Linked DNA regions of Mus musculus: region 2 is linked to region 1. The links are chromatin contacts, called in public promoter capture Hi-C maps. All regions are on one chromosome and are shown on one strand. Each heading gives the region's core, a stretch centred on a gene start, on an enhancer-like site or on the middle of the called end of the contact. The rest is flanking DNA. Distances are from core to core; before and after follow the strand shown. Region 1 overlaps Diaph3 (diaphanous related formin 3). Region 2 holds the start of Diaph3 (diaphanous related formin 3).

Region 1 (5,515 bases), core at 1,714-4,213:
AAGTTAGGTAATAGAATCAGTGTGTACTTGCTGGTCTGGGTTAGCTTTTTTGATTTAAGATTCATGCCAGTAACGTAAAACTCCAAAATTAACTTCTCTCCCTGCTACTCTCCAAAACTCCATCTATGAGGTATAACACTTCAGAGATACCATAGTGTGACCAGCACTTCCTTGGTGACTGACAACCCTCTATAACTCCAGTTTCAGAGGAGCAAGCACCCTCTTCTGGCCGCTACAGGCACAAAAACATAATTGGTACACATTATGCAGACTGGCAAACATACATGAATTAAAAATGAAAACGCTACAAAATAGGTATCATGAAAAGGGAGTAAAAGCTAAATTATCTGTGTGAGAATCTTCCAGTGGTCTTAGAAAAAAATGGGAAAGAACCAGGGAACAGTCAGATCCAAAGGACAAGGAAGCAAGAACTAAAAACGGTGAAGAGAAAAACAGTGATACTTTGCCAAAGTCAAGAGCAAACAAGATGTAAGTTGGATCTAGCCCTTGAGGTTGTCTGTAACACTAAGAGGTAACAGAACAGCCCTACCACAGTGACAGAAGCAAAGAGATGTGCATAAACAATGCTATAGCATCACAGAACAGTAAGAGTCAGACATCCTGAAATGGAAAAGAACATGTTCAAGATAAAAGTGTGTAGATGCTGACAGCAGCTGACATACTATGCTGTCTCCAAGACACATGTGCTTTGATAAATCCCAAAGACCTTTGAGATGGCTTCTACGTTCATGTACTAAAAGGAAGGAAGGAAAGAAAAGAAAGGGAAGGGGGGAGGGGAAGGAAGGAAGGAAGGAAGGAAGGAAGGAAGGAAGGAAGGAAGGAAGGAAGGAAGGAAGAAAGGAAGGAAGGAAGGAAGGAAGGAAGGAAGGAAGGAAGGAGAGGGACAGGAACAGGGAAAAGAAAAGGAAAAAAAAATTAAAAAGGAAAAAGGATAGGAAAGAGGGAGGGAGTGCCAAGAAATGCATGCATCATTACAGCTATAGTATGACAATATCAAAATCCAAACCCAGATCTAGCCAATCCATTTATAAATACAGAGAATGACAGTTGGATATAGGATCCCAAACCAAGTTATTAAATCCACATCTAATGATAGGAACAAGTTGGGTGGCATGGTAAGTCTTAGTGAGCCAAGACTCAATGGCTTTAATTTTCAACATTAAAAAAAAATAAAAAAGCACCTAGGGGGCTCTTTAAAATGTATTTATCACGTTCTTATTGGATATTACTAGATACCATGTATCCTTCAAGACAATAAAAATCCACTAATGGGTACAGGCACCATGATTCTTACTATCATGGTATACTATGGAGAAATGACAGATGAATGGAACATAAGACAATAAATAGAATACAATGGGTACAGCAGGGATGCTCTGGCAAGTGGGTGAGTAATCTCAAGTATGGCTCTATGATAACACCTCCCACAAGCTTACCTGTGAAGAAAGAAAGAAGGCTGTGAGGACACAGGCTCTCCAGTTAGAGAGAGCAGGAAGCACGGGCAACAAGGTTGGGGACAGCAAGGTCCACAGAAGATAAACAAGTATAGGCTGGGACTTCCTGAGGGTCACACAAGAATACAACTGACATGTCAGAGAACTGATACAGGGGCCCTGTGGTTAAAGCAATATTAGCAATGGAGTGTGCGACCAAGGTGGAAACAGGTTTCATGGAGACTTGTAGGCAGAATACAGCAAGGACTCAAAATCTCCTGGAGCAAGCAATATTTTGTACTTTTTACTGTCAAATAGCAGGGAAATTAATATGCCACAGTTAAAATTTCAAACTTTCAGAGAAACTCACTAATGTTAGCAACTCAATGCAATTGCATATTATTTGGGTCATGCTGTGTTTTTATTAGTCCTAATAAATTAAAGAATTGCAGAGTTATTTAATACAGCTGACAATCTGCTAATTTCAAGGGAACATGGGCAACAAAAGCTCACAAGAGATTCCATTCAGAGCTCAATGGCACTTCTCTTCCCACTCTACAGAGAACACAATTGGTAATATGTAAGTGATTTTTCCAATAACGGCAAGATTTGATATTATTATTTTGATGTAGATTTGAAGTAAATGAATTTAATCCATTGATTAAATGAGATTTATCAGGGAAGTACATGCCTGTACAAACTGGCATCTTTATATGAGCTTATAACATAGGAAACATGCATTTCCTAAGGTGACAAAGTAAACATGTCTACATTCTCATTCATGAGAGCAGGGCCTACAGGCAAGTGTTATGTTCCTATTTCTACACAGGCACAGCCCCCTCCCCCATGGTTAGTAATTCTTTCTCAGAGTCACTAACACCAGACAACCCTCTCACCCTAAGTCCTGCGTGGATTTTGAAACAAGCAGCAATAGTGTCATATTATAAAATCACCTTGTACAATTCCCTAGATTGGAGACTTAAATTTTCCTCAGAGAGGTGGTAACCAAAGGCAAACACAAACAGCTTTGCCACTGCCGAGCCTGTCTTCTGGGGAAAGGCAGGGGAACCAGAAAGGTCTGCACACTTTCTCTAGCCCTTCACTGCTTGACACACATCTCCTTTGCTCCCTTGGTGTTCTGACCTAAGTGCCATCTGTACATAGCAGCACCACACTGCACTTACCAGCCTGGCCTCCCACTGTCCCCCAAACGCACGGATCAGCTGCTCATCTGGACTATGAATATCTTCAAGCAGATGTTCCTTGTGCAAGGCTTCTCTTCATCTACTGAGACAGCAACTTTGATCCTATCTGTACACTCTTCTGTCACTGAATTAGTCTTGTTTCCTGTTATTTCTCAAACTGGAGAGAAAGAAATCCTAGGCTCTTTAATATCAAAGTTACCTGAAACCTGAGTACTTCTCAACAGTGGCAGGACTCTTAAGGACAATCAGCTCTCTACTTATTCATGCCTTAACAGTGAGGTCATTAGAACTGCCACACTTAACTACCAATGGCTTCACTTGTACTGCCCACACACAATCCTTTCTGTCACTCAGCCACCAGAGACACTCAGAAAGCACTGATGTCATCTTCCATCTGGTATCTATATGTCCAACAGCATTCTAAGCCTAAATCCCACACACTTTACCCCAGGTGGAAAAGCCTTGTTGGTAGCTTCCTCATTCTAAGCCTTTGGCCTCTGGGAACTGAAGTTTTCTGATGAAGCTCTGCCTATGTTGAAAACCATGTAGGCTGACTGACTAGAACTCCATGGTCGTGGAAAGAGTATTGCTTGCTGGCCAAACTCTCTTAAGCCACCTTTGGCCTCTAAAAAGCCATTCAATACTAACCCCTTTATCTGACTTGACATTATTGCAATTGCTGGGTAAGGCTTAAGAAATGTTTTCTTAAACTCAGAAAATAACTAGCTTCCTCCAAACCAAAACTTCAAATACTGTTAACATCTGAAAAAAAAAAAAAAAAAAAAAACACATTGTCCACACTGTTACTGCCTGCCTGCCTGACGCCCCTACCATATTCTGTAACTGCATGGTTTGTGGCTTTCATATTTTTCTGTAACATGAGGAATATGCCCTAAAGGGTAACCAGAACCTGTGCTTCTGGTTACTCATATCACATGGAATATATTCGATGAGTTACCCTGTTTGCAACGCTGTGTTTTACATCAGCGCATTACATCTTTAGACTTGTTTATCGCTAAAACTCATGATGGTTGTTCATGGTTGTCTGTACATAGACAGTGCATCATCAACACCATCCATGATCATGAAGTCAGGCTTCCAGACAATCATTAAACCTTTATCAAGGCTTGCTAAGCGCTCCAGGAACCTATCACTTTTACACCAACAGTACATGTGAAGCAGTTATTACCAATATGACATCATTTCACACTTATTTATGTTATTGCACCCAACTAAAACAAACAAAAAGATATCAATTAAAACACATTAGTGCAGAATCTTCAGAATGAAGAGAACTGTGCCTAGAACACATTAGCTATGAAATGAACAGTTATAAATTAACAAGGAACTAACTACTACTGAATCCAGGAGACAAAGCATTCATGTAAACAATACCAGGTAGCAGTATACCTATCAATGTGATCTCAAAGCCTAATCCCACCAATGAAATCCAAACAGTTTGAAAAAACAAGGCTTGGAATTACACTAAAGAAAAATTATTAATCTAAAGCCATTTCTTCAGAATTACTAATGAAACCTCAATTTTATATCAGCAAACTCCTAAATAAATACATCAAATCTATCAACCACGAACTCAGCTCAACAATATAGAGAGCCTATAAATTCCTGTGGATAGTGTTAATTAAATCAAACACCATGTGCTATTTTTAGTACTATTTTTTGAATTAAACATGTAAAAAAAAAAAACGTGGCCTTTTATGAGTTCTGTTAGCATGGAATTCCAAAGCGTCATGTATTATAAGAATTAAGAAATGCAAGTGATTCATAAGAATCACAGAGATGGTTAGAAAAAAGATGGGTGGTGTTAAAAATGATCCTTCAACTGACAACAGAGTTAAACTAATCAAACAAACAGAACTTCACTTTAATAAAAAGTTCAAATATAACTGTAAACTACTGTGACTTAGGCAGTAAAATATGATAGAAGGCAAAAATCAACCACAAGAAAAATTACCATCATTAAACAGCTGATAGATTTTAGTTCAAAGAAGAAAATCAATGGTAACTCAAAGTAAGGTAAGTTCATAAGTCCTAAACCAGGAGGAAACATCTACCCTGCTGAGCTTCCAGGGTTTTGAATCCTAAAAACAGCATGTCAAGAAGGTTATAGATCTTGTGTCCCCAGTCCCTATGAGACCAGTCTGAGCAGGTGAGCGCATGGACTGTGGAGGGTGAGGGAGCAGACTGCAGAAGCTACACAGCTTCTGGAACAGACCCCATTTCAGGCTCCAGATATCCAGGGACCTTCCCCGCCAGAGGAGAGGTGGCCGCCTGGAAGGGCTCTGACTGCCAGAGCAGGTGAGGGAGGGGTCTTGTGTAGCCTGTCCCTCTGAGACCAGTCTGCTCAGGTGAGCATGTGGACTGAGAAAGGTGAGCAAGTGGACTGCAGAAGCAACACAGCTTCTGGGACAGACGCTGTTTCAGGCTCTAGACATCCGGGCACCTTCCCCTCCAGAGGAGAGGTGGCCACCTGGGAGGGCTCCGACCACCAGAGTAAGTAAGGGAGCTATCTAGTGTCCCAGGTCCATGGGAGACCAGTCTATGCAGGTGAGTGCTCAGACTTCAGAGGAAACACATCTTCTGGGACAGGCCCTGTTTGGGCCTTCATCTTCAGCCAGGAGGTAGGTCTGAATGCCAGACCTCTGTGCACCTTCCCTGCAAGAGGAGAGCTTGCCTGCAGAGAGTACTCTGACCACTGAGACTCAGGAGAGAGCTGGAATCCCAGGACTACTGACACAGGCTAACAGAATCACGAGAAGAATAAGCTCCAGCCAGAGACAATTTTAACAACTAATGCCAGAGATTACCAGATGGTGAAAGGCAAACGTAAGTATC
Region 2 (5,515 bases), core at 2,248-4,747, 250 kb after region 1:
GGTATGAAAAAGCAGCCAAGTACCAAGAGAAAAAGCAACTGCTACAGTCAAATATCCAGAAGAGCAAGGTGGAGCTGACATGGCTGATGCCGAGCGGATGGAAGAGAAGACACATGTGAAGAAATTACCATGGACACATCCTCCTCCAGAGTCTAGCTGATAAGTGCGGCTCTCACTCCTCAGCAAGGAAACTTCTCTTTGCAACAGATGAAGACGGTTATGGAAAACCACAACTGATCAAAATACAGAGTTGTAGAGCCTGGTCCAGTTTCTTCCTCTACAGAACAACCCCTGCACCTGAGGCTCAGGGATCAATGCAGAAGAGGGCACAGAAAGACTGTAAGAGCAGGAAGAACAGGGAGAGTCCTGTGAGATTCTGCCTCCAAGAACTGTCAGAGAAGCTATACCCAGGAAGCCTCACCAATATGGCGGCCAGAACGAGCCCTAAACAGTAAGAGCAGCAATAAGACGTGCTAACGTGGAAGGGGAAAGCTCAGGAGAACTCAACCCTGGACAAAGAACTTCAGGCAATGAGGAATGGTGAGAGCAGACTAGTTTTCCCCAGGAAAGAGCACACAAAACATACCATCCAATAGCAAACCATCAGCCCTGAAAACAGGTATAACGGTCTTCATCTGTTGTGGGGTTTCCTTGGCAAGGAGAACTACCGTTATCAGCAAGACTCTAGAGAAGGATGTGTCTATACGGTCCACTACATGGACTTAGCAGGTTGTATTATTATATTTAAGATTATAAATTTATGCTGGGCAGTGGTGGCACATGCCTTTAATCCCAGAACCTGGGAGGCAGAGGCAGGCAGATGTCTGAGTTCGAGGCCAGCCTGGTTTACAAAGTGAGTTCTAGGACAGCCAGGGCTACACAGAGAAACCCTGTCTCAGGGGAGGAAAAAAAATTATAATTTTATAGTTTAAAAATACACACAGCCGGGCTTGGTGGCACACGCCTTTAATCCCAGCACTTGGGAGACAGAAGCAGGCGGATTTCTGAGTTCAAGGCCAGCCTGGTCTACAAAGTGAGTTCCAGGACAGCCAGGGATACACAGAGAAACCCTGTCTCGAGGAAAAAAAAAAAAAATACACATATGCCGGCATGGTGGTTTACGCCTTTAATCCCAGCACTCAGGAGGCAGAGGCAGGTGGATTTCTGAGTTCAAGGCCAGCCTGGTCTACAGAGTGAGTTCCAGGACAGCCAGGGCTATACAGAGAAATCCTGTCTCGGGGGGAAAAAAAAAAAAAAAACACATATATACATAGCAACAACTAAAGAAAAAGAGGACATAAATTTAAGAAAGGGGGTGGCACACAGCAGGAGCTGAAGGGAGGAATGGGGCTAGGGAAAATGATGTAATTATATTATAATCTCAAAACATTTAAAAATTACAATAATAAAATTAATATGTAAGTAAAAGTCTAACTGTGGAGATCATCAAGAATCCAAATTACTTCTAAATGAATTATGAAGTCATGATTCAAATCAAGCCCCACCCATGAACTCAACATTGTAGAGTTCAACATCTTAGAACTTCAGCATGTTGTCTTTTAGACTTCATTTCAGCATGACTTTTAGCAAATGGTATGGGCACTGTGGCATACCAGAGAAATAATAAAAAACACAATCATCAGCCTTCAGTAACATCAAATATTTATTCAAGAACGCTATGTTGTAAACTACAGAAAATCACACTTCCGTGGCAGCCAAGACATGTGCTGAGCACTAACCCAGAAAGTCAATTATAAAAAAGAAGAGATGGGCCGGGCGTGGTGGCGCACGCCTTTAATCCCAGCACTAGGGAGGCAGAGGCAGGAGGATTTCTGAATTCGAGGCCAGCATGATCTACAAAATGAGTTCCAGAACAGGCAGGGCTATACAGAGAAACCCTGTCTCAAAAAGCCAAAAAAAAAAAAAAAAAAAAAAAAAGAAAGAAAGAAAAAGAAGAAGAGGAAGAGGAGGAGGAGGAGGAAGAGGAGGAGGAGGAGGAAGAGGAGGAGAAGAAAGAGGAGGAGAAGAAAGAGGAGGAGGAGGAGGAGGAGGAGGAGGAGATGGGGGCTGGTGAGATGGTACAGCGGTTAAGAGCACGGACTACTCTTCCGAAGGTCCTGAGTTCAAATCCCAGTCACTTGGTGGCTCACAACCATCCATAATGACATCTGACACCCCCTCCCGGTGTGTCTGAAGACAGCTACGGTGTACTTACATAAAAATAATAAATAAATCTTTAAAGAAGAAGAAGAGGAGGAAGAGGAGGAGGAGGAGGAGGCAGCATCTCATGGATCCCTCTCAGAGTGGACAGAATCTATCATGACCAGGTTAACTCTCTCCTATCCTCGTGTTATTTTGATGCTCAATTCTGCATAATCAACCCCCACTTATCTCAACATGTCTCTGCTCTCAGCTTTATTCAATTACAAGTAAATATTACACTTAGCGATTGATCCACAATCTATTATTTTGGATATAATCATGGTATAAATTCCTGAAATTGTATTTGACAAGAAAGGGCAAAGCCTGTTCCTATCAATACATAAAAATAATTTCCCCATACTTCTAAGGAAAACTAACAGTCAGTGTTAACTCTGCAATTCTCTTGGACTAATACCAAAACCTACCAACCCACACAATCAGACAATCTGAATGAAATCATCCTCATTACCTAGTTTCCTTCCAGCTGACACTAACTAAAAGCTTACCAGGTGCTAATCATAGCTCTTCCTTAAGCTTTAAGAACGCAAAGCCAACCCGATTAACGAGTTTCAGATACTTGAAGACTCCTTCCAAGCTAAACATGACATTCTTTAGCAGTGACTACACAACCCGCCAAGTTTGAAAACGAGTTGCCTCAACTTGTAAAAATACGTCCACCTTAAAAGGTTCTTGTTGAATTAAAATATTAGACGGGGGAGGGAGGGCTATCAGCTAGAAGTTCACTTTCTGTCTGACTGACTGTTCTACTAAAGGGATGGGGTAAATTTTAACTTTCTTTTAAAATGCAGAATCCGCCTTGATGACGTCAGTACACAGCCATTTGAACTGTTTTTCAGATACGCCCAAAGAACTGCCAGGCTTCACAGACATCAGGGCATTCGTCCCAGAAAGGAATCGAATCCCGCCTTGTCACTGGGGATCTAAGCGGATTAACAGCTCAGGCCTTCTGAAACAAACCTAGCTCCCAGCTCCCGGGGATGTCACCTGGGGGACAGGGAGTTGTAGGCCGCGGGAGTCGCCGCACGTTGTGGCTCTGGCCCACACTTACCAACTTGGGTCGCTTCTCCCCGGGCTCGTAGGGGCCAGCGGGCGGCGCGGACTGCAAGCCCTTCCTCCGCGACGACTTGCTGTCCCGGCCGAGAGCGCGCGCCCGGTGCCTCTCCATCTTCCCGGGTCTAGGTCGCGACCTGATCTGGGGCTTTGCTCCGCGGGCTCAACTTCCCGGTCCCACGCCCACTGCGCATTAACCGCTGCACACGGCTGGGCCAATCTATCTGAAATCTCCCGCCACCACAAGCAGCCCGGTCAGCCAATCCCGCGCCGCGGAACCTGTGACGCAAGGGCCCCGCCTTTTCCGGGGATGCCAAAGCCTGGGCCTGATTGGCCCTTCGGCCTGTCCATCGCGCTTCTCGCCCTCTGGCTATGCAGGCTGCTTGCCAGATGGTACATAGTAAGGAACGGGTTTGGAAGGAAGGTTGAGCTAAAGAGAGTCTCTAACAAGGCTTCCCTTGGACTTTCAGAGTAGGTTCTTGAAAAATCTGAGCCGCAGGGAACCTCTCTCAGTACTGTTTCAGCAGCACTGAATACGAAAGCAACTGATAAGCCCTTTGAGTAGTCTCTGGAGATCTCAGGGTCTAGGAAAAATACTTCTACTACTTGCCAGCGCCCATGCCTCTTAGAAGAGATGTTTACCATTTTTTGATTACCGTTTATATAAAAATACTGCTGTCGTCTCAGAGAGAATAGAGTTCATTCTAGAACCAGAAATGAGTGACCGCAGCCAGGTGGTGTGAACATCGGTTGAAGCACGGAAGAAAGTCATTTCAAAGACATTAGGACAGACCTACAGGTGCTACGAGATGCACAGTCTTGTTTGAGGTTGGTGGAAGTTAGTGGACTTTTAAGGAAGAGCAAAAGGCGTCACGTGATAGTCGTAGGTATGTTAGATCTAACGCAGCGATGAATGGCAATTACGTGAGCCAAGATTACTTGGCTCTGGATTGGCAGCATTCCATGTCTCTACAATCATTGGAATTCTAACCTGTCAATTAAGCGCGTAGAATTTTTACTACAGGTGCGGCTTTTTCTGGAACTCCAGTTCACATTGTTCAGCACTTACAGCATGCCTCAAAGCCTAAATGCGTACTCAGGGTCAACCAAAAATTAAAAGGAATAGGGTCCAAACAATTCACAGTTTAATGTGTTTCACAGGTATTGACACAAAACAAAATGTAAAATTATAACAGCCATTCTACAGGTTTTTAAGTTCAGGTGGCAATCCTAAATATAAAGTAGAGGAAAGGGTCAGAACCTGGGTTCAAGGCAAGCAAGCACCTATCCCCAATATGCCAAATAAAGACATTAGTAATGAAGAGAAAATTCTGGAGATCAACTCAGTGTGGCTACACAAGGAAAAGGAACAAATAAAGAAATCCAGGAATCTCCCAAGTGCATCCTTAAAGATATTGACCTTCTGACTATGGAGGTGATTCAAGCCAAGACAAGTAAACATAAACTATTGATTTTGGTACAAGAAATAGTTCTAGGTATTCCACAGAGACTAGCACAGGGATTCAGAAAATGAACCTAAGGTTTCATCTACAGCTTTTAGAGGTTTAGGTTTAGTTCTGGTCTTGCAGGTACTGTTTGCTCCTTTTCTTGTTATAATGTGAGTTTTTATTATTGTCACACAGATTTTCATCTTCAGTGAGCATATACTAAAGGCAGATTCCAAGAGATTACCAAGGTCACCGGAAGAAGTACCTGGCTCTGTCACGATGGACAAGGAAGATGAAGCTTCCATTCTTACCATTTGGTAGCTGCGTGGTGTTGGAGGTGATGTGTGACTTCCTTTGCTTCTCCATCAACAAACACTTCAAATAGGAATGCTTCAGCTTACGTGAGACAACATACAGAAAGCACACAGACCTATCGGTGCAATGCAGCCAAAGACAACCAAGAGACAGACAGACCTATAGTTGGGACAATTTAGATTTATTACAAAACATGTGAACATCGCTGTGATGAACCACGAGGCTCTTAGAAGATGATGCTACAAATCACTTGAAAGATCTGCATTTTGCCGGGGTGATTTGAGGAAAACCTCACAGAATACTATTAGGAGGAATGGCCAGGACTGGGTGCTGTCTTGAAGTGGGAGCAGTTTAATGCCCAGGATATCTTGATGTTTCCTAGGAGCATGATAGCGTGAAGCTATAACTAACAGCATGGCAGATTCTCAGAATGAGGAATGGACAATGTCGAAAGACAAAATCCAAACAAATTTGCTTTT

The links. Promoter capture Hi-C pulls out the DNA fragments that hold promoters and counts their contacts.
Region 2: a promoter capture Hi-C map of embryonic stem cells shows a contact between it and region 1, with 2.3 times the contacts expected there. The contact joins the promoter of Diaph3 here to the enhancer-like site in region 1. A contact is called at or near these places in 7 of 39 promoter capture datasets (the 3T3-L1 cell line, 3T3-L1-derived adipocytes, the C10 cell line and 4 more) and 1 of 115 datasets of contacts at active chromatin or transcription factors (embryonic stem cells).

What each region holds. Positions count from the first base shown.
Region 1 is chr14:86,886,663-86,892,177 of GRCm38.p6, forward strand. All of the region lies in intron 20 of Diaph3 (diaphanous related formin 3), which reads right to left. Among named protein-coding and RNA genes, the nearest start is that of Gm41222, 37 kb to the right of the region's middle. Within about 2 kb of position 2,964, at least 15 of the 459 cell types and tissues checked have an H3K27ac peak or open chromatin away from gene starts, as enhancers often do.
Region 2 is chr14:87,137,727-87,143,241 of GRCm38.p6, forward strand. Diaph3 (diaphanous related formin 3) reads right to left here and starts at 3,498. Exons shown (of 28, transcript NM_019670.2): 1 at 3,272-3,498. The coding sequence starts at 3,388.